Regions from separate parts of the Mus musculus genome. Here all the other regions are linked to region 1. Evidence: chromatin contacts called from public Hi-C data. All regions are on one chromosome and are shown on one strand. The core of a region is the stretch at or near the end of the contact, and the rest is flanking DNA. Distances in the headings are between cores, read along the strand shown. Region 1 holds the start of Ube2m (ubiquitin-conjugating enzyme E2M). Region 2 holds the start of Slc1a5 (solute carrier family 1 (neutral amino acid transporter), member 5). Region 3 holds the start of Ptgir (prostaglandin I receptor (IP)). Region 4 holds the start of Ppp5c (protein phosphatase 5, catalytic subunit).

What was found. Hi-C and Micro-C count contacts between places; a contact is called where the count stands out from the background.
Region 2: a Hi-C map of B cells shows a contact between it and region 1, with 6 read pairs. The contact joins the promoter of Slc1a5 here to the promoter of Ube2m in region 1.
Region 3: a Hi-C map of B cells shows a contact between it and region 1, with 5 read pairs. The contact joins the promoter of Ptgir here to the promoter of Ube2m in region 1. A contact is called at or near these places in 1 of 39 promoter capture datasets (cranial neural crest) and 1 of 484 Hi-C or Micro-C datasets (B cells).
Region 4: a contact with region 1 is called in a Hi-C map of B cells, with 6 read pairs. The contact joins the promoter of Ppp5c here to the promoter of Ube2m in region 1. A contact is called at or near these places in 2 of 39 promoter capture datasets (cranial neural crest and frontonasal cranial neural crest) and 1 of 484 Hi-C or Micro-C datasets (B cells).

The regions. Positions count from the first base shown.
Region 1 is chr7:13,035,792-13,040,405 of GRCm38.p6, forward strand. Ube2m (ubiquitin-conjugating enzyme E2M) reads right to left here and starts at 2,187. Exons shown (of 6, transcript NM_145578.3): 1 at 1,830-2,187; 2 at 775-869; 3 at 643-681; 4 at 421-524; 5 at 51-114. The coding sequence starts at 1,938.
Region 2 is chr7:16,779,937-16,784,485 of GRCm38.p6, forward strand. Slc1a5 (solute carrier family 1 (neutral amino acid transporter), member 5) reads left to right here and starts at 1,410. Exons shown (of 9, transcript NM_009201.2): 1 at 1,410-2,539. The coding sequence starts at 1,965.
Region 3 is chr7:16,904,213-16,908,871 of GRCm38.p6, forward strand. It overlaps Ptgir (prostaglandin I receptor (IP)), which reads left to right and starts at 2,278. Exons shown (of 2, transcript NM_008967.3): 1 at 2,278-3,424; 2 at 4,507-4,659. The coding sequence starts at 2,573.
Region 4 is chr7:17,025,873-17,030,796 of GRCm38.p6, forward strand. Ppp5c (protein phosphatase 5, catalytic subunit) reads right to left here and starts at 2,042. Exons shown (of 13, transcript NM_011155.2): 1 at 1,821-2,042. The coding sequence starts at 1,941.

The DNA.
Region 1 (4,614 bases), core at 937-3,436:
GAGGCAGATGGCCAACAAACCCTCAGCTTCAAATGCCTAACCCTACTTACCAAGAAGAGATACTGCAGGCCATAAATTATGGAGTTTATCGTAAGGACTGGCTTCCAGTCCTCTCTGTGGGCAGAGAGCATCAAGGTTATCAGGGGCTGGTGAGTGGGAGGCTGCTACAGGCCCTGCTAATACTGAACAGGTTAGGCCCATAGAAGGCCTTTTAACATTGAAGTGTGAGATCTAAGAGTGAAGATACGGGACAGGGCAGGACACAGAGAAAGCCAAGGTCAGGTCATTAGAAAAACAACTAAGACAGAAACAGATTGACCATAAAGGGGAGGGAAGGACAGAGATAGATGCAGTGTCCACAGAAGGCTGAGGATACCTGGAAGGCAGGTCTTGGGAGGGAAAGGAAGGCAGTGCCCTCACCTGAGGATGTTGAGGCAGACGTTGCCCTCGAGGTCAATGTTGGGATGATAAACCATTGTTTCACACTTCACCTTGGGAGGGTCATGTGGGTAACCCTGTCCCACCTGGCTCCAGAAAAAGAGAAAGGAGATGGGAAGGTGTAAAAAGAGAAAGGAGATGGGAAGGTGTTTTGGTTGTACCCAGTCTTCTCCACAGAGCTACCTTTGTACACTTGAGACTCACCTTAAAGCTGAATACAAACTTGCCACTTTTGTAGAAGCCCTGGAAGAGGAAGGGGGAGAGTGAATGAAGACCCTACTCTTATGGGGCCACCCCTGGTCTGTTCTTGGGAATCCTGCCCTGTTTTACTCTTACTTCATCAGGACAGATCACCAGCTTGAAGTTGAGGAGGTCGTCTGGGTCTGAGAAGCTGATGTCACACGTCTTGGGCAGGTTCAGCTCGTTAATGTCTAGGTTTGGACAGCATGGAAAGGGAGAGAAACAGGTAAAAGAAAGGAGGTCTGGGCATGTGTCAGCAGAACCCATAAGTTCGCTTTCTAGACCTGAAGAGCTTTGTGTGGTGTACTTTAACTCAGTCTGTACTACTCCATATTCTTTCCACTTTCCAGTCTCTACGTGGACTCTTCTGGATACACAGTATCCCATATACAAGCATCTTCAAGTATAACTGCCCATCTCTTGGGAAAACCCTTACCCAGCTAAGTCCTCCACAAGTTCCCACAACATAGTCCCCAAGAACCTCTACTCCCATAACCCTTGCTTCCAAGAACCCTGAGCACCTTAAACCTGAGGTTTTCTATCTCTAGTCATTATCTCCACTCACTACTGTTTATCTGTCCACCGCAATTCAAGGACCATGACACCGGCCCCCCAACACTAAGTCACCCCTTCTCATCAACCACCCACCTCCACTGTCCTTCCTCGTCTCCATCTTATTACAAGCCCAAGATCCCATCTCATCCTTGAGATTTCCTGTATGGTAGCTTAAATTGACCCACACTCACATTTTTTAGTTCCTGTAACCTTCTTTTCTCCCTCCTCTTCACCTCAAACTCAAAATTGCTCTGCCTGACCCTCTGGACCTGAGTCTTGGGCCACGAGTCCCCAGTTTAAAACACTAAACCGTCTCCCACTTATTCCCAATTCGTAACCTTCACAATCTTCACGACACGGCACCCCAGAGCAAAGTTCTCGTCTGACTCTCAAAACTATACCCCTCCCCTAACAGATTCCGCGTCCCTAACACTCCAGGCCCGAGTATCCCAACGCCCCAATCTATGACCCTCCCTAGTGACCGCACCCCCAGTCCCGCATCACAACCCTCGAAACCTGACCACCAATACCAAATATCAGGGGCCGCATTTTCTCGCCACGGTCCCTGACCTCGAACGCAGGGTCCCGACCCCTACCCTTCTGAATCCGGAGCTGCGCCGCCGACGCCTTCTTGCTGCTGCCCTTGGTGCCGCCGGCCGACTCCTCCTCCTTCTTCTGCTGCTTCAGCGAGAACAGCTTGATCATCCTGCCGCCGCCGCCGCAGCCCGCCGCCGCGGGGGCCCGGGACCCCGGCCACCCGGCCCCCCGCCGCCGCCTGCGCCGCTTCCGCTCCTCGGACCCGCTACCGCGGCCTCCTCCGCTGCCGCTCGCCCGGCCTGCCGCGCTGCTCCGCGCCCACCGCACGGCCCGCCTCGGCTCCCGTAGTCCGGCTCTGGCCTGGCTAAGCACCTCGGGTGTGTTCGGAGGTGCTCGGGAGGACTCGGCGATCCTCGGCCCCGCCCCTGCTACGGTCCCCGCGCCCTCCTCCCCCTCTTCCGCTTGGGTCTGGTGAGGCCCCGCTGCGGCTGCGGACGCCGGCCTTTACAGGTCCGCCGCTCTCCCGCCTACTTGCTCCCTCTGCTAGGAGGCTGCGGTGAGGTGGAAGGAGGAGGCGGTAGCCGCGCTTGCGGCGGCAGGGTACCGCAGGGTACCGGTGGAGGCTCAGCTTCCGCGGCAGGCGCGGCTTCGATGCGGAGGTCGGCAACGGCCTCGGGCGCCCCGCCGCTTCGGCACTTTCCGTCGCCTGCCCACTTCGGTTTTTCCTGCCTCAGCTGTGCTCTGCGCCTGCGCAACCCTTGCAGCCCCCTGGTTCCTCCTCATTGTAGTTTGAGGTTCGGTCTTTTTCGGTTAAGCTCGGGTATTTCCGTTTGTGGAGGTGACTATTCGGCGGTCTAGCGGGTACTTCCTGGGACGCGCACCCAGTAGAGTAGGAAGCAGTGCTTGCGACCATTTTTGAGCGAGGCGGGTAGTGAGTGGCCGTTTGGCTCTCGGTGGTTCCATTCAATCTTACACTTACGCGGAGCGCAGCGGAACCGGGCTAGACTGGATCTTTGCTCTCTGAGGATTCAGCAAACGCAGGGCCTGGACGTTTTAAGGGACGTTGTCGAAGGGTGCAGAAGCAGGCTCCCCTAATCCCACCGCAATCCCAGATTCGGATTGATGTAAACTAGTTTAAATTTCGAATTGCTCTGGAGGCTTGAGGCATCAAGTTGGCTTGAGCCCAGGCGCTCAGGGATACCCTAGGCAACACATCGAGACTCTTGTTCCTTAAAATAGATTTCTATTGTGCAACAGGCTGTGAGCAACTGTGTAGTTCTAGGGTCCAAGGTGGACGTGGGTATAGGACTCATAACTGCGGCTTAGAGAACAGCAGAAGTGGCATTGGCTCTCTCGAGTGGCATTGTGCCTCTCGATTGGCTTATGTTGAGTGAGCTTAGGGTGCTTGGGAGGCAGAAGGAAATAGCTCAGGATGGGTCAGTGACTTCAGGCTGTCATCTAGGAATCCAGCCGAAGCCAGAGTCTAAATGCTTCTTGTTGCTTGTCTGGTCACAGCTTGAAAAACATGGCCAGAACAGGTTCGGACTCTGTTCTGCTCTTTGCCATCTGACAGCATTTGTGCCACCCAGCATGACCCGCGGTTCTACATTCCAGACTTAGCCAGCAGCACCCTCCTCCTCCTGACTTTTTAAGGCTAGCTCATTCTGAGACTCAGACAAATCACTCTAGAACTGTTCATTACTGTCTTGTCAGTTACCATTTTTGTCAGTTACTATCTATGCTGACTATTTTTGTGCAGCTGTTGTTTTTCTGGCTTGCTTTCTTCCAGATAGGATCCATCTCTGTAGTCCAAACTCAGCACGTAGTCCAGGCTGATCTTGAACTAACATTATTCCTGTTGTCTCTGTTTCCTGAGTGCTGTGGTTACAGATACATCCCTCCTTTTTCTGACCCTTCTAAAGTCCTATGGCTGTGGCTACATGGGGCTCTGGCTAATCTTTCTGGTCCTACAGTTCTACTGACTGGGGTAGCACTTGCCTGCCTGTGTTCATTCACTACCCCTCAGATTGGATTCTAAATTATGCTTAGCTTAACTCAGGATCTTTGGTAGCCTGTGAGACAGGAGAGATCAACACTGAAAATTATGGGGACTTAAGAAAGGAATAGAGTGGCTGGAGAGATGGCTCAGTGGTTAAGTGCATTGACCGTACTTACAGAGGTCCTGAGTTCCCAGCAACCACATGGTGGCTCACAAGCATCTGTAATGGGATCTGACACCCTCTTCAGGTGTGTCTGAAGACAGCTACAGTGTACTCACATACATGAAATTAAAAAAAAAAAAAAAGTGGTGGTGGAGGAATAGAGCCTCTGACTCTGTAGCCTGGTTGAACCTGATTTTTCCCTTGGAGAAGTAGGAATGCCAGTACAATGAACAGCTGCTTCAAGGCATTTCTTCCCTCTCAGCTGTAGACCTACAATTTTCTAGGAATCTCACCAGAAGCTCCATTATAGGAAAAAGGTGTGTCCTAGACATGTAGTAGCTTCTGGTCTTACCTTCTCTGATTATCCCATCCCAGGCATCTCTGCAGCCACCCTCTAGCCTTTTCAAAAGAGGAAGGAAACAAGTTTCTTAGCAACCGTTTGGAATGTGACTTGAGAGCCATGAAAAAGGTATTATAGCTAATGCTAATACAATTGAGGCTATCCCTTGAGGGTCCTATATATACCACCTTCCCCCATTCTCCCTCTGCAAACATGTAACTACACTTGATTATATGTTATGTTGTCTATTTCTGAGCACTTCTCTCATGCTTAGAGCTTATATTAAAATATCCATACTTTGCTTTTTACTTGCTATAGCTGAAATTCTTTTCTGCACTAGAG
Region 2 (4,549 bases), core at 160-2,659, 3.7 Mb after region 1:
GTCTGGTCTACAGAGCAAGTTCTAGGATAGTCAGAGTCACACGAAGAAACCCTGCTTCCTTCTCCAACAAGCCCTCCCTGCCCTCTCTCAGGCTAGCCTTTCCCAGCAGCCCCTCATTCCCATCTTTACTCTGATGTCTGTGGCCCAGGCTGGTCATGACCTTGGAATCCTTCCATAGTTGGGATTGCAGTCCTGAGAGCTGCGGGTGAGCGCCTGGTAGAACAGACTGAGCCCTGTAGCCTCCTTTGCTCCACCTCCAGGCAAGCTCCAGACTTTCCAAAAGAGCCATTCTTCAGGGCGTTTCTCAAGTGGTCAACAGAGTTCAGGAAGGGACTCTTGGCTGTCCTCCTCCTTCAGCCCAGCCTCTCACTACCCTGCTTCACCCTTTGGGAAGCCCCAGACCTTTCTCCCACTGATGAAATCACAAGGAATCCGGGTAGGAGGTTGGGCCAAAGAGCTGGCTGGAACCAGTTTGAGTATTTCTCTTACTAGGGGCAGGCAGTGGGGCAGAACGCTCCTAGCCAATCCTGATCCACAAACTTCAGCCTCATTTTCCCCACCCTACATGTCCCAAAGATTCTGGATTCAGCAGACCTCTTTCCTCCTCCTCTTCCTCCTCCTCCTCCTCCTCCTCTCTAAGTCTGTTATTCTTACAGTTGATGGGTAACAGTGTCTAAACTAAGAATGTTTGTGGTGAACTGGCCATTTAAATATTTTTTGCTACATTTATTTATATATTTGTTTATTTGTGTGTGTTGCATGTGCCATGCTCCTGTGGGGAGGACCCAATCTGTGACTATCTGAGGAAAGAGACTGGGTTGCAGCTCAAGCATGAGGGCCTGAGTTCAAATCCCCCACATTCAATGTTGGGGCCTACTGGCCCCTCCTCCCTCCCTTTCCCCAATTTGTTTCTACAGACTGGGTTTCTTTTTCTTTATGTAGCCCTGGCAGCCCTAGAACTCGCTCTGTAGACCAACCAAGGCTGATCTTGAACTCACAGAGATCTATCTGCCTGCCTCTGCCTCCTGAGAGCAGGGATTAAAGGTGTGTGCCACTCATCTGTCTGCCCTTTCTAGGGGTCCTTCTGTGGAATATCAGATATGATCCACAATTAGATTCTTTTGACCAGTGGTGAGGTGCGTGTGGGTGGGTGTGGGTTGGATAGTTTCCCAACGCCCCGCCCCTTTTGGAGGCTTTGCACCCTTTCTGGCTCGATGCCCTTGCCCCGGCCCCGCCCCTGGCTATGCATTGTTATTCACCCTAGGTTGCCCACTGTGATCTTGGCTCCGCCCCTCGCTCGCCACCTGGCGCCGAATGTTCCATAACCAATCAGCGCTTGCGGGACGGCCTCCGCCTTTTCAAGTCCCGCCCTCCGCTTTTTCAAGTCACGCCCCTCCGCCTTTAATCCTGGTCGCTTCCGTCTAGCAGCCTCAGAGACACGCGGCGCGGCCTGGGAGGTTTCTCCTTGGCGCCACTTTCCATATCCCCCGGGCTGCTTCCTATTTGCATCTGGAAATTTGATTTTTCTCTCCAGAGCCCGAAACGCTCGGTCCACTCCTTCTAGGGCTCCAGTACCCAAGAGTCCGAGAGCCAGGCGTCCTAATCCTGGGATCTCGGTCTCCCGGAGCAAGGCATCCCGGATCTATGCCACTTGGGTTGAGCTTCCTGAAGACCTCAGCTACCTGAGTTTCCTTACTCCTTCAGGGAGTCAAAGAACCCTCTGAAGAGCTGTTCCCTACTCCAACAAGGCGCTCTCAACTCCCAGTTTTCGGGGATTCGACATCACCAGGAAAAATAAAGGGATCTCCGCATACAGCTCAGGGAGCCTAGGACCCTCCAGTTTCCGAGATCCGGTGGACGCATAACTTCAAGGACCGCTGCAAAGTTTCAGCCTCCATTCTCGGTCCTAAGGACGTCACACCTAGTCTCCAGGCTCACAAGGAACCTCCCTGTTACGGCTCAGCATGGCAGTGGATCCCCCTAAGGCTGACCCCAAAGGGGTAGTAGCGGTGGATTCCACCGCGAACGGTGGCCCCGCGCTGGGATCCAGAGAGGACCAGAGTGCGAAAGCAGGTGGTTGCTGCGGTTCCCGTGACCGGGTGCGCCGCTGCATTCGCGCCAACCTGCTGGTGCTGCTCACGGTGGCTGCGGTGGTGGCTGGCGTGGGGCTGGGGCTGGGGGTCTCGGCGGCGGGCGGTGCTGACGCGCTGGGTCCCGCGCGCTTGACCGCTTTCGCCTTCCCGGGAGAGCTGCTGCTGCGTCTGCTGAAGATGATCATCCTGCCGCTCGTGGTGTGCAGCCTGATCGGAGGTGCAGCCAGCTTGGACCCTAGCGCGCTCGGTCGTGTGGGCGCCTGGGCGCTGCTCTTTTTCCTGGTCACCACACTGCTCGCGTCGGCGCTCGGCGTGGGTTTGGCCCTGGCGCTGAAGCCGGGCGCCGCCGTTACCGCCATCACCTCCATCAACGACTCTGTTGTAGACCCCTGTGCCCGCAGTGCACCAACCAAAGAGGTGCTGGATTCCTTTCTAGATCTCGTGAGGTACGTTCCCGCCAGGCAGTGGGGTGGTTAGGGGCCAGTGCAAGCGTGCAATCTTTCTGCTTTACCCCCTCTGAGTACAGGGATTACCCGTGTGTGCCGCCACTAGTCACCAAGGTTGAGTCCTCCAGATTGAGTCATGCCTTCTAGAATCTAGGAAAATAAGGTAACGGTGACAGGACCGCTAACATCTTGGAAGGGTGAACTTTTACGGAAGTTCTCCAAATTTGGGGGCGGGCCTAAACATGGAGGGCTTTTAGAGGAAGGAAAAATAATAAGCCTTCTTAGTCTTGTTACGCTTTTTGGAGACAGTACAGGGTCTCGTACAGCCAAGCCTGTCCTTGAACTCTCCTTAGCGCCCTACCTCCATCACCCTAGTGGCTGGGATGAAGGAGCATCATTTAGCTTACTGAAAACAAGTCTGCTACAAGTATCTCAGGCTGCTCTCTTGCCTCGGCCTCCTTCCTTGGCTTGCAAGGGAAGTGTTATAAAAGATACAAGGACTGCCCTAAGAAGAGCCACCCCCCCCCCATGAAAGTTATGAAGAACCACAAAAACAAACAAACAAGAACGTTGTGCAAACTTCTGGAGGGATTCTTTTGTGGCAGAGGGGCAGAGATGAGGCTCCTGGATAAGGATTTGGACCCAGGGTCTGTGACCTTTTCACTCCTATGAGCCGGTGGAGGCCCAATGGTGATGTGAGAGGCTGCCTGATTCCCAGCGATAGGAGTGTGCTCGAATGTCCCCGGAACACAGCTTCTTGTTCCCTCTAACCCTACTTGGTTCACCTGGGCCAGGCAGTCAGACTTCCGGTGCCTTCGCCCTCCCTGCCCTACCATCTCATTTCCTCTTGTATGTCCCCTTCAGTGCCTTCCCCAAAGCAGAGAGTGACATTTTATCCTTGTACCCTTCCCACTTTGGAGGACTCTAGACTCCCGGTCCACGTGGTCCTGCCATGAGGGCCTCTGATTCAGTATCTTCAGATTGGGGACTTCCTGGAAGGAAGAGAGAAGTGAGGTGGGTGGGGTGGTGGGGATGTGGAAACCGTGAGTCAGAAAACCGGGCATCCTCTGCTTCTGGGCCATCGTATGGGATGACATGAAGGGTTGTGCCCTTGGTGTCCGTATTGAGGATGCCTTCTGGCTGATGGAGATTAGCTGGATCCTGGGCCCTGCCCTGGGTGGCGAGGCGGCACACCCACCTTCAGGCTGTTTGTGAGCTGAGGCTTTTCCTCCCAGGCAAGCTCAAAACAGCTGGAACTCACACTCTCTAGGCCAGGATACTTCACGCCCAGCTTTCAAGCATGTAAACCTAGGCACTGAGAAGCCCGCGTGGCCTTAAACCAGCTGGGAGGCACACATACAACCCACGAGGGACTGGATACTCTTTACGCTTTTATTTTATGTGTGTGAGTGTCTTGCCTGCGTGTATGTGTGTGCGTTACATGTGTGCCTGGTGCCTGCAGATGCCGAAAGAGGTTATTGGATTCCCTGGGACTGAAGTTAGAGGTCGTTGTAAGCTGCCATATGCATGCTGGGAATCTTCATCTAGCTCCCCTGACCCCCCAGTCTCCCGCACAGGACCACTTTCTTTTAAGGTGTTTTGTTTTGTTTTTTTCCCGGGCAGGGGGAGGGATTGCTGAGCTAGGGTTTCTCTGTTCCTGGGACTCAGAAATCCCTGACCTGCCTCTTGTCCCCTGAGTGCTGGAAAGGCATGCATCACCACTGGCATGGTGCCACCTTCAATCCCGCCCCTGGCCATGTGAATGCTTAAGCCCGTGTTCAAGAGGGTAGGTAGTACAAGTCAGACATGGCTGCCCCACACTGCCAGACCCCGGCACGGTGAGGCGGGGGCAAGAGGATCAGGAGTTCTAGGCCATCCCGGACCACATGAGGGCCTCTCAACTCCCAAGAACAAGGACAATCTCTCTTGAGAAAGTTTCTTGCCTTTCTGTGCCTTAGTTTTCCTTTACTTATCCATGGGGTTTTAGACGGGGTCATACTGTGTAACCTT
Region 3 (4,659 bases), core at 1,028-3,527, 3.9 Mb after region 1:
CACCTCCTCCAAACTCCCCTGATACTGAGACAGGACGCCAAGCCTGCCAGGCATCATCCTTCATTAATATGATATGACTTCCTGAGTCCCTCTGCTCTGCCTGGGAATCAGAGCCCGTGACAGGGACCACATGGCCTGCAGGCCTGCCCCTCACAGTCTCCCACCCCAGACCCCTCACCCCACGAGGTTCCTCACTTCCCAGGGCAGGCCTGGATGGTCCTTTGGGGATCCCCAGGGCAGCTGGTACTGGGGATCCATCCTGTCGGAAACCAGGAACGCCAGCTGGGTGGCAGCTGGGCATGGGTGATAGGAAGATGTGGTCACCACGGGGGGGGGGGGGGGCGGGTGGACACAGAGAGGGAAAGGCAGCAGCTGCCTGCAGTCCAGCCCTGCATCAGGAACTCCCCTGCCCTTGGAACATCTCTGTACTGGCCTTTTCCCTGCTCCTCGGCAGGTGGGATGCTGGATACACTCAGTCACATGCCTGGGACCCATATCATGGAGGAGGAGACTAGGGTGAGCCACCCCTTGCCCAGGGCCATAATGCATCAGAAGGTGATGGGTCACATTGCTACAGAAATGAAAGTCAAATGGATGTGTAACCTTTTTACTAAAACAGTTTCCCTGAAAAACAAGGGTGTTGCCAGGCAGTGGTAGCACATGCCTTTAATCCCAGCACTTGGGAGGCAGAGGCAGGTGGATTTCTGAGTTCGAGACCAGCCTGGTCTACAGAGTGAGTTCCAGGACAGCCAGGGCTACACAGAGAACCCCTGTCTCAAAAAAAGAAAAGAGGAGGAAAAAAAAAAAAAGAAAAAAGAAAACAAAGCTTGCAGGCCTTGATGCCAAGCAGACACTTGAGTTTATCCCAGGAACCCACAGGGTGGAGAGACAGAGACAGAGAGAGACAGACAGACAGACAGACAGACTCGGGGTGGGGGAAGAGAGAGAGAACTGAGACTCCTGCAAGTTGTCCTCTACACCATGAAATGGGTGCACCCATACACACACGCACAAGCACACACACACACACACACACACACACACACACACACACAATCTTTTTGCTTTTTTAAGGTTAAGGTCATTTTTTGGTTACATAGAAAGTTTGAGGCCAGCCTTGGCCACGTGAAATCTGTTTAAAAAAACAGCAGAGCAGCAGCAGCAGCAGCAAGAACAGATTTTTTAAAAAAAGAAAAGAAAAGAAAAGAAAGGAAAAGAAAAGAAAGGAAAGGAAGCCACACAAGGTGACTGGGGTCTCTAAGGTCCCCTCTGACCCTCCAGCAGGAACTGTGGAGTCAGTGAAGGTCCCATCACCTCTGTACTGACAGCTGGGCTGACACTGATCTGAGGGAGGCGGCATGGTCGGGGGAGGGTGTTGCTGAGGGAGGATGGGTGGAGCCTTGTGTGTGGGAGCAGAGCTGGAGCCTGAGATGGCTATCCATCGCCAAAGTGTTAGTATCGGAAGTCAGTGTCGTGAGCGGTGACTGGGGCCTGGAAGTGCTATGGTGCGAAGTAAAGGTCAACCTTTAATGGTGGGTCACCAAAGCCCTGTGAACTGCAGACCATGCATGGACTGTGCGTCCTGAGCTAGGAGCCCATGGATGAGGTCTGGTCAGGCGGCCTCCTTCTTCAACTCCTGGAAGGAGTGAATTGTGTCCAGGGACCAGGACTCTCCATGGTGTCTGGAAAACACTACATCATGGGGGAATTTCCTGGTCATTTCTCAATCCCAGGGCCAGGGCCTAACCCCAGGGCCTGAAGCCCAGAATAGCTCTCAGAGGCTGTTCACACACAGTTCAGGCCATGGCTAAGCTGGAGAACCACTCAGCACTAGGACCTGTCTGGCTTCCTTGGGTTGGTGGTGGTGGTGGTGGTGGTGGTGAGGTTCTGATACTAGGTAACACGAAGAGGGACTTAGATATGAATGCATTTGGAGAGGGGTGGGGCAGACAGACACAGAGGTAGAGACAGACAGACAGACATAGAGATGAGATGCTGGGGAGGGGGCACGTATGAAAAACAGAAAAGGTTGAGTGGGGGTGGAGGTGGCAGCAGGTGACTGTGCTGTGGACTGTATGAGGAAGAGGCAGGAGGAGAGGCAGAGGCAAGAGACGGATACTCAGAGCAGGAGATGGGGTACAAGCCAGGGAAAGCAGGCAGGGAGCCCGAGGGGGCCTCTGGAGACCAGCACAGGGGGAGGAGGGCGGGGCAGAGAGGAAATGAAAAAAGCTGGGGCGAGGAGGCAAGATGAGGAGGGAGGGGGAGGGCGGGCCCTAGGAGGGAGAAGCTGACAGAGATCTACACAGACTCGCACACAGACAGGAGAGACTGAGGGACTTCAGAAGGCAGAGGTGCTGGAGGGTCTAGAAAGCAGAAATGTCAAGGAGGTGACAGAGAAGTGTAGAGGAAAGAACAGGGGGTAGGGGACAGGGAACACTGAGGCACAAAGGGACAAGGACCTGACAGAGAAGGAAAGAAACAGGAGAGGGACAGACACAGGAGAAGACAGAAACAAAAGACAGAAACACACGGGCAACTGGGAATTGACTGGCAGATCCCAGATCCTATGAAGATGATGGCCAGCGATGGACATCCTGGACCCCCTTCTGTCACTCCTGGGAGCCCTCTCAGTGCAGGTGGCAGAGAGTGGCAGGGCATGGCAGGCTCCTGCTGGAATATCACCTACGTTCAAGACTCGGTAGGACCTGCCACCAGCACGCTGATGTTCGTGGCTGGTGTAGTGGGCAACGGGCTGGCATTGGGCATCCTGGGTGCCCGACGGAGGTCACACCCATCGGCCTTTGCGGTGTTGGTCACTGGGCTGGCGGTGACGGATCTGCTGGGCACGTGCTTCTTGAGCCCTGCAGTGTTTGTGGCCTATGCTCGAAACAGCTCTCTGCTGGGCCTGGCCCACGGTGGGACGATGCTGTGTGACACTTTCGCCTTCGCCATGACGTTCTTCGGCCTGGCCTCCACGCTCATCCTCTTTGCCATGGCTGTGGAGCGGTGCCTGGCACTCAGTCACCCCTACCTGTACGCCCAGCTGGACGGGCCGCGCTGCGCCCGCTTTGCCTTGCCTTCCATCTACGCTTTCTGCTGCCTCTTCTGCTCACTGCCCCTGCTGGGCCTGGGCGAGCATCAGCAGTATTGCCCAGGGAGCTGGTGCTTCATCCGCATGCGTTCCGCCCAGCCTGGCGGCTGTGCCTTCTCCCTGGCCTACGCCAGTCTCATGGCCCTGTTGGTGACCTCCATCTTCTTCTGCAACGGCTCCGTCACTCTCAGCCTCTATCACATGTACCGCCAACAGAGACGCCACCATGGCTCGTTTGTACCGACCTCTCGGGCACGAGAGGATGAAGTTTACCACCTGATTCTGCTGGCCCTCATGACCGTCATCATGGCCGTGTGCTCCCTGCCTCTCATGGTGAGTGTCCCTCGGAGCTGGGGTGCAGGGGGAGGAGTGGAGGGCAGCATCCATCTGTGCTCTCCACTTGTCGTGTCTATTTGACAGATGTGAAAACCGAGGCTCAGAAAGGGTCAGATGGTGACTTTGTGTTCCATGTACTCCTGAGTACTCCAAGAAGTCTCTCTGCTTTCTTTTCCTCCACTAGACAATCTCTAGCCCTTAGCTGTCCTGTCAACACCTCTCAGCCGGCTCCCCTATCCAACACACCGTTGTGATAACAGGATCCACAACTCACGGGCACTTGCTTTCTGCCGACACAACGCTTAATGGCATTCCAAATGCCTCTTCAGATGAATTTCAAATTGACCTTACACAATCATTTCAGAAGCACTGGGCAGGAAATGACACTGAAGTCCCATCCTGTCAACCTCTTTATAGAAAGATGATAGTGCTTGCTGCCCGAGATCACACAGGCTGGCTGAGTCTCCTCCATCCTGGCTCTCTCCTCCCGGAGCCTGGCCATATAACCATGAGCACCCCACACACTCCCTGAGCCTGGGCCCTGCCCTTGTCCCCCACACCCTTCTTTCAGCCTCACAGGGACCTTGTGCTGTCCCCTCCCACTATAGCAGCCAGTGGGGCTAGCCACGTTTTTATGCTGGGGGTTGGAACACGGTTTGGAGTGTATTTGGGGTGCTGGAGCCCTTTGAGGATTAACAATGTCTGACAAACTCATCTCCAAGGGTGGCTCCACACGAGGCTTTGGGAGCCTCAGCGGGCTCAGGCTTCTCTGTGGGCTGGGGGTGGGGTGGGGTGGGGAGTCGCCTCAGCGCAAACGGTGGGTCTGGTAGGTCAGTACCCACTGCCCCACCCTGTCTTTCCTCTGCCCGGTGTTTGCTATGTCCTGGGGCTTTCCTGTCTTCTGCTCCCCGGATGCCTGCACACGTTAGCAACTCAGCCTGCATCTTTCTTCATCTTATCTCATTTCCTTCCCCTCCGGCTGCATAAGTCCCCATCCCTGTGGGTAATAAGTGGGAGGTGGGGTGAAAGGATGGGGGAGGACCACCCATGATGCATCTGTCACCTGTTCTGCCCCTCAGATCCGAGGCTTCACTCAGGCCATCGCCCCAGACAGCAGAGAGATGGGGGACCTCCTCGCCTTCCGCTTCAACGCCTTCAACCCCATCCTGGACCCCTGGGTCTTCATCCTTTTCCGAAAGGCTGTCTTCCAACGCCTCAAGTTCTGGTTGTGT
Region 4 (4,924 bases), core at 792-3,291, 4.0 Mb after region 1:
AGGAGGACCAGTACCCAAAGTAACTGGACCACTCTCCTAAAACCCCTCCACAGCTCCAAGCCACCGTTAGGATGACACCTATAAAACCACTCAGCCCCCGAAGGCTCTAACTCTGGCCTCACCTCTCTCCTTGGTCTTCACAATCCTCCCACCTCCACCTCCAGAGAGCTGGGATGACAGGCAAGCACCATGTCTGGGCTTATCCCCATGGGGGGTGGGCACCTTTCCCCAAGGACTCTAAATCCTTCTCACCTTCCCCCACCTCCTCCAGATCTGTTACAGCTGGGTCTGTTTCTCTTTTGGGCCATAGCTGAAAAAGCATCCCTAGGACCCCCACCTACTCCCTCTTGCCATCTGCCCCCAATTCTCCATTCCCTTTCAGAACCGAGACACTTGTGCCTGTTGGTCTCCAATTCCTCACTTGCCTTCACCAGCCAGGGTCTTCTGGGCTGGCAGCCTCTTTATCATCTACAACTGCTGTTAACGTCACCGCGTTCCTCTGGGAGCAAAAGCTCTGATGGACAGTGCCTGGGGCTAGGTGATCAGGCACGTGGCTTTCTTTCCGGAAGAACCTTGTTTTCTTAGCCTGTGGCACCTTTCCTGGTTTCTCTTCCACCTCAGTCACTTCTCCTCAGTAGCCCCTTTTCCGCTGTAAACATGAAAACTCCATCCTAGGTTCTCTCTAGATCCCACTCTCTGGTGACTTCATCCATTCCCAGGGCACCTCCAACCATAGGCTGGTTACACTCAAAATTTTCTCCAGTCCAGACTGGTCCCATCTACCCACTCAATGTCCCTTTTCGGACAGCGAAGGAAACCCAAAACTCATCTTTGTGACGAATTCAGATTTTGCATGCTCTGTCCCCTTATCTTAATCTTCTCTTGTATCAGTCTTCCCCTCGTACCCCCAGTTTCCTCAAACTCCAGCCAAGCCAGTCTGTTTTCAATCACTCTCCACCCCAGGGTCTTCACACAAACTCAGTGGTCAGGACCCACGTGTAAAACTCCTTGTCAATTCGCCTCAAAAAGCCTCTTTCTCCAGGCACTCCCGACCTCACCATCGAAAGCAGACTCTAAGCTGTATTTCCTGTGTTGTCACCTTGACCCAAAGTGATCATCACAAGTTTGCAATGATTGGTTCTGCTTAAATCCGAGTCATGTGTTGCATTCATCGCTGCAGCCTCAGAGCCAAGCACAGGCCGTGTAGCACATGACACTTATTTAATACAAGTGTACTGAAAGAATGAATGAACGGAGACATGTCCTCCCACATGGCACTCTTAGCCCAAGATCACCCTATTCGTTCCTGCTCCACCTCTCCACCCTACTCGTTTCCTTGGATCACCCCAAATCGCCTTCCAATATAATTATCTACCTCCATCCCCATAATTCCCTTCTCTATTGGGCCTTCTCTTCTCGGTCATACTCATCTCAGGCCTCCCCACTCGGCAGCGCCATCACTGCCCTAAACACATGTCACTATTTGGTAGCGCCCTCTTCAGGTCTGACCACCATTTAGCACCTCTGTCCAGGTCTCACATTTGGTAGCACTCACATGTCGGCCCCCTGCTTTTCCCCTATCGTGTAGCAGCGCCTGCCTCAGTCTCCCCAGTGAGTGGCTTCTGCTTGGTATCCACTTCTCAGCAGCTCTCCCCAGTCTGTCGTCCAGCCTGAGCCTCCTCCTCGCGCCTGGCTACTCTGTAGTGCTTGCCCGGCGCCCAGGCTGCCGCTCCGCGTTGCCATGGTTCCCCGCCGGGCCTGGCACCCCCACAGCCTGGGCCGCTGTCCACCCTCCCTCACCCCGTCCGGGCCGGGCGCACCTTTGAAGTAGTCGTTGGCCTGTGTCTTGAGCTCCTCTGCCCGCTTCAGAGTGCCATCGGCCGGGGGTTCGTCCCGGGGGGTCTCAGCACACTCAGTCCGCTCGCCCTCCGCCATCGCCATGCCGCAAAGCGACCCCCACCCTGGCAACGGCCGCTCGCGGCACCAGGCCGAACCGTCGCGAAGGAGTGCCGAGTGACCGCCGCCGCTGCCGCACAAGTGTCGTAAAGCGCGGGCCCCAAAGGCACTCCTGACGCGCCTGCGCGGCGTCCCCCCCAACTTCCCCCCCCCCCCGCCCCCGCCCCCAGAGCGCCGGGAGGACAAGGTGACCAGAGGGTATCCAGACCGTACTTGTACTTGTAGAAGTAGCCAATCAGAAAGGAGAGAAGGGGCCTTGTGGATGGGGGCAGGCCGGGAGGGCGCCTACTCCCAAAGTTGCGAGGCTGCAAAAGTTTCTTGGAGATCCCGGCTTCCTTTAGGGTTGGTGATTGGGTTGCGTTGCCTCCGGCGGGTGGGGCTGCTTTCAAACCAGCACCCTGCCCAACCCGGAGTTTGCTCTGGAGCTGGGTGCTGCCAATTACTCGTGTGACCTTGAACAAGTTTATCTCTTGTCTCCTCAGTAACCCTTTTGGAAAATGGGTAGTTTCTCAAGCAAACAAAATAAAACTTGAACGTTGCAAATCAAGGCTCTTTTTGAATTATTAACAAGGCATCCCGATCTTCAAGTCTTGACAAGTCTCAATTGTACCATGTTTGTTCCGAGCCCAACAGCATCCTTATTAATTTATTTTATTTTTTTATTTTGAGATAGGATTTAATTATGCAACCCTGGCTAGCCTGGAACTTGCTATATAAACCAGGCTGGCCTTGAATTCAAAGACCCAGCTGCCTGTACCTCCCAAGTGTTGGGATTAAAGCTTTGCATCATCATGTCAAGTCCTAGAAAAAACCTTTTAAAGGGTCATGGATGTAGCTCAGTTGGTAGAGTACTTGTCTAGAGTGCTCCAGGCTTGAGTTCCAATTCCAGCACTATATAAATCAGGCTGAAAGGTGCACCTCAGTAATTTGAAGGCTTGATAGGTGGAGGCAACAGTATCAGAATTTCAGGTTCAAGGCCAGCCTGGGATACCTGAGACGCTGTTCCGAATACAAACAACCACACCAAAGGGATTTTTTTTTTTCTTCCGAGACAGGGTTTCTCTGTGTAGCCCTGGCTGTCCTGGAACTCACTCTGTAGACCAGGCTGGCCTTGAACTCAGAAATTCGCCTAACTCTGCCTCCCAAGTGCTGGGATTAAAGGCGTGTGCCACAACACCCCAGCCCCAAAGGGATCTTTTAAATGACACTGTTGCTGCTTGCATTTCCTGTGCCTGGATCAGAGCTTCAGCCTCCTCTGATGCTTGCGTTCATCCTCCCTCCTCCAGTTTACCTTCCATATGGCAGTCAGAGGCATCTTGCTGGAATACTGTAAAACTGGCACCCGCCGCAGCCTTCCATGGCTCCCCAGCTCCCTCGTGAGACAACCCAAACTCTTTCTGAGAAGCCACGGGTAGTCTAGCCTCCAGTAACATCTTCAGACCCCACTGTGTATCTTCCTATTCTAGTCTTTAAGTCCTCAATCTAGACACTAACACTATATATAAGTGCTTTAAGGCTGTGTATCAGCCTCACCTCCCCCGCTCCACCCCTGACTACAACTAACAATCACTCTGGAAAATCGATGTTGGTACACATGTCCATTTGACGTGTGTCCACAGGCATCAACGTATTCCTGAAGAGTCTGACTGAGAGTGAATCTGAATCTAATTTCTAGGCACAGTCCCTATTTGACTATACCTGCCAGTGCCAGTGGGATCATGTAGGAAGTGAATTTTCTTTTGATTTTTTTTTTTTTGAGGCAGTATCTGCTCTAACAAATTTGAACCCAGCTCCAATTGTTCCTGAAGCTATGTGATCTTGAGCAAGCCACAATACTATTATTTCCTCTGTGAGGAGGAGCTAGTAATAGTGCCTGCCTATACATGCAGAGGAGGCTTAAGAGAAGCCTGGCTTGGTGGCTCACCCTTGCAGTCCAGCATTTGAGAGGCTGAGGAGGAAGATTTATCCAGAGTTGTTTCAGGCTAGCATGAGCCACAGAGTTAGTTCCAGGTCAACCTGGGTTCTCTCTCTCTGTCTCTCTCTGTCTCTCTCTCTCTGTGTCTCTCTCTGTCTCTCTGTCTGTCTCCCCCCCCCCCCCTCTCTCCCTCTCTCTCCTTTTCCCAGCCAAAAAACCCTAACCTAACCAAAAGTTCATATGAGTTAGTGTTTACCTGAGAGACTTAACAGAAGCACTCTCCATGTAGAGGACATTACAGGTAGCCTGAGTTCAACAAAGTGAATCAAGCTGGAATGAGGGGCTGTTTAGGGGGTGTAGGAAGATCTTGTCCACCTGGGGGAAGCAAAAATGACTTCCTGGAGGAGTGTTAGGCCTGAGGTCACAAGTATTAGGTTTTGTTGGGTGTTTTTTGACAGGGTTCTATATAGTCTCTGCTGGCTTTAAACTCAGGCTACCTTCAGATAAGAGGTGCTGGCATTACAGGTCTGTGCCACTGAGCCCTGTCTTATGTGGTACTGAGGATGGAACTCAGGCCTTCATGCCCGCTAGGCAGTCACGTTATAAACTGAGGCGCATCTTCAGGAAAGACATTTAAAACAGAAGGCACAGCACGTGCAACAACTTGAAAGTGGTTTTGCCTGGGTTCCTGTGTGGGTCACATGGGAGAGGGGTAGAGGAGTGACACTCACGGAGTCGAAACAGAACAGATACACCCTCCCACACGGAATCTGCAGACTCAATCTCCCACACAGTCTCTCTCTCTCTCTCTCTCTCTCTCTCTCTCTCTCTCTCTCTCTCTCTCTGAATTACTGTGCTACAAAGTCCCACACACATATACAGCATCACAGCATCACACCGACATTAAGAAAAGAATCAAAGTGCACTGTGATCAGTCATGGCTGAAGATGTAGATCAATCCGTAGAGTAATTAGCATGCACAAGCTCCTGGGTTCAGTCCCCAGGACCGAAGAAAACAGGTGTGGTGAAGCATGCCTGTCATCCCAGCACTTG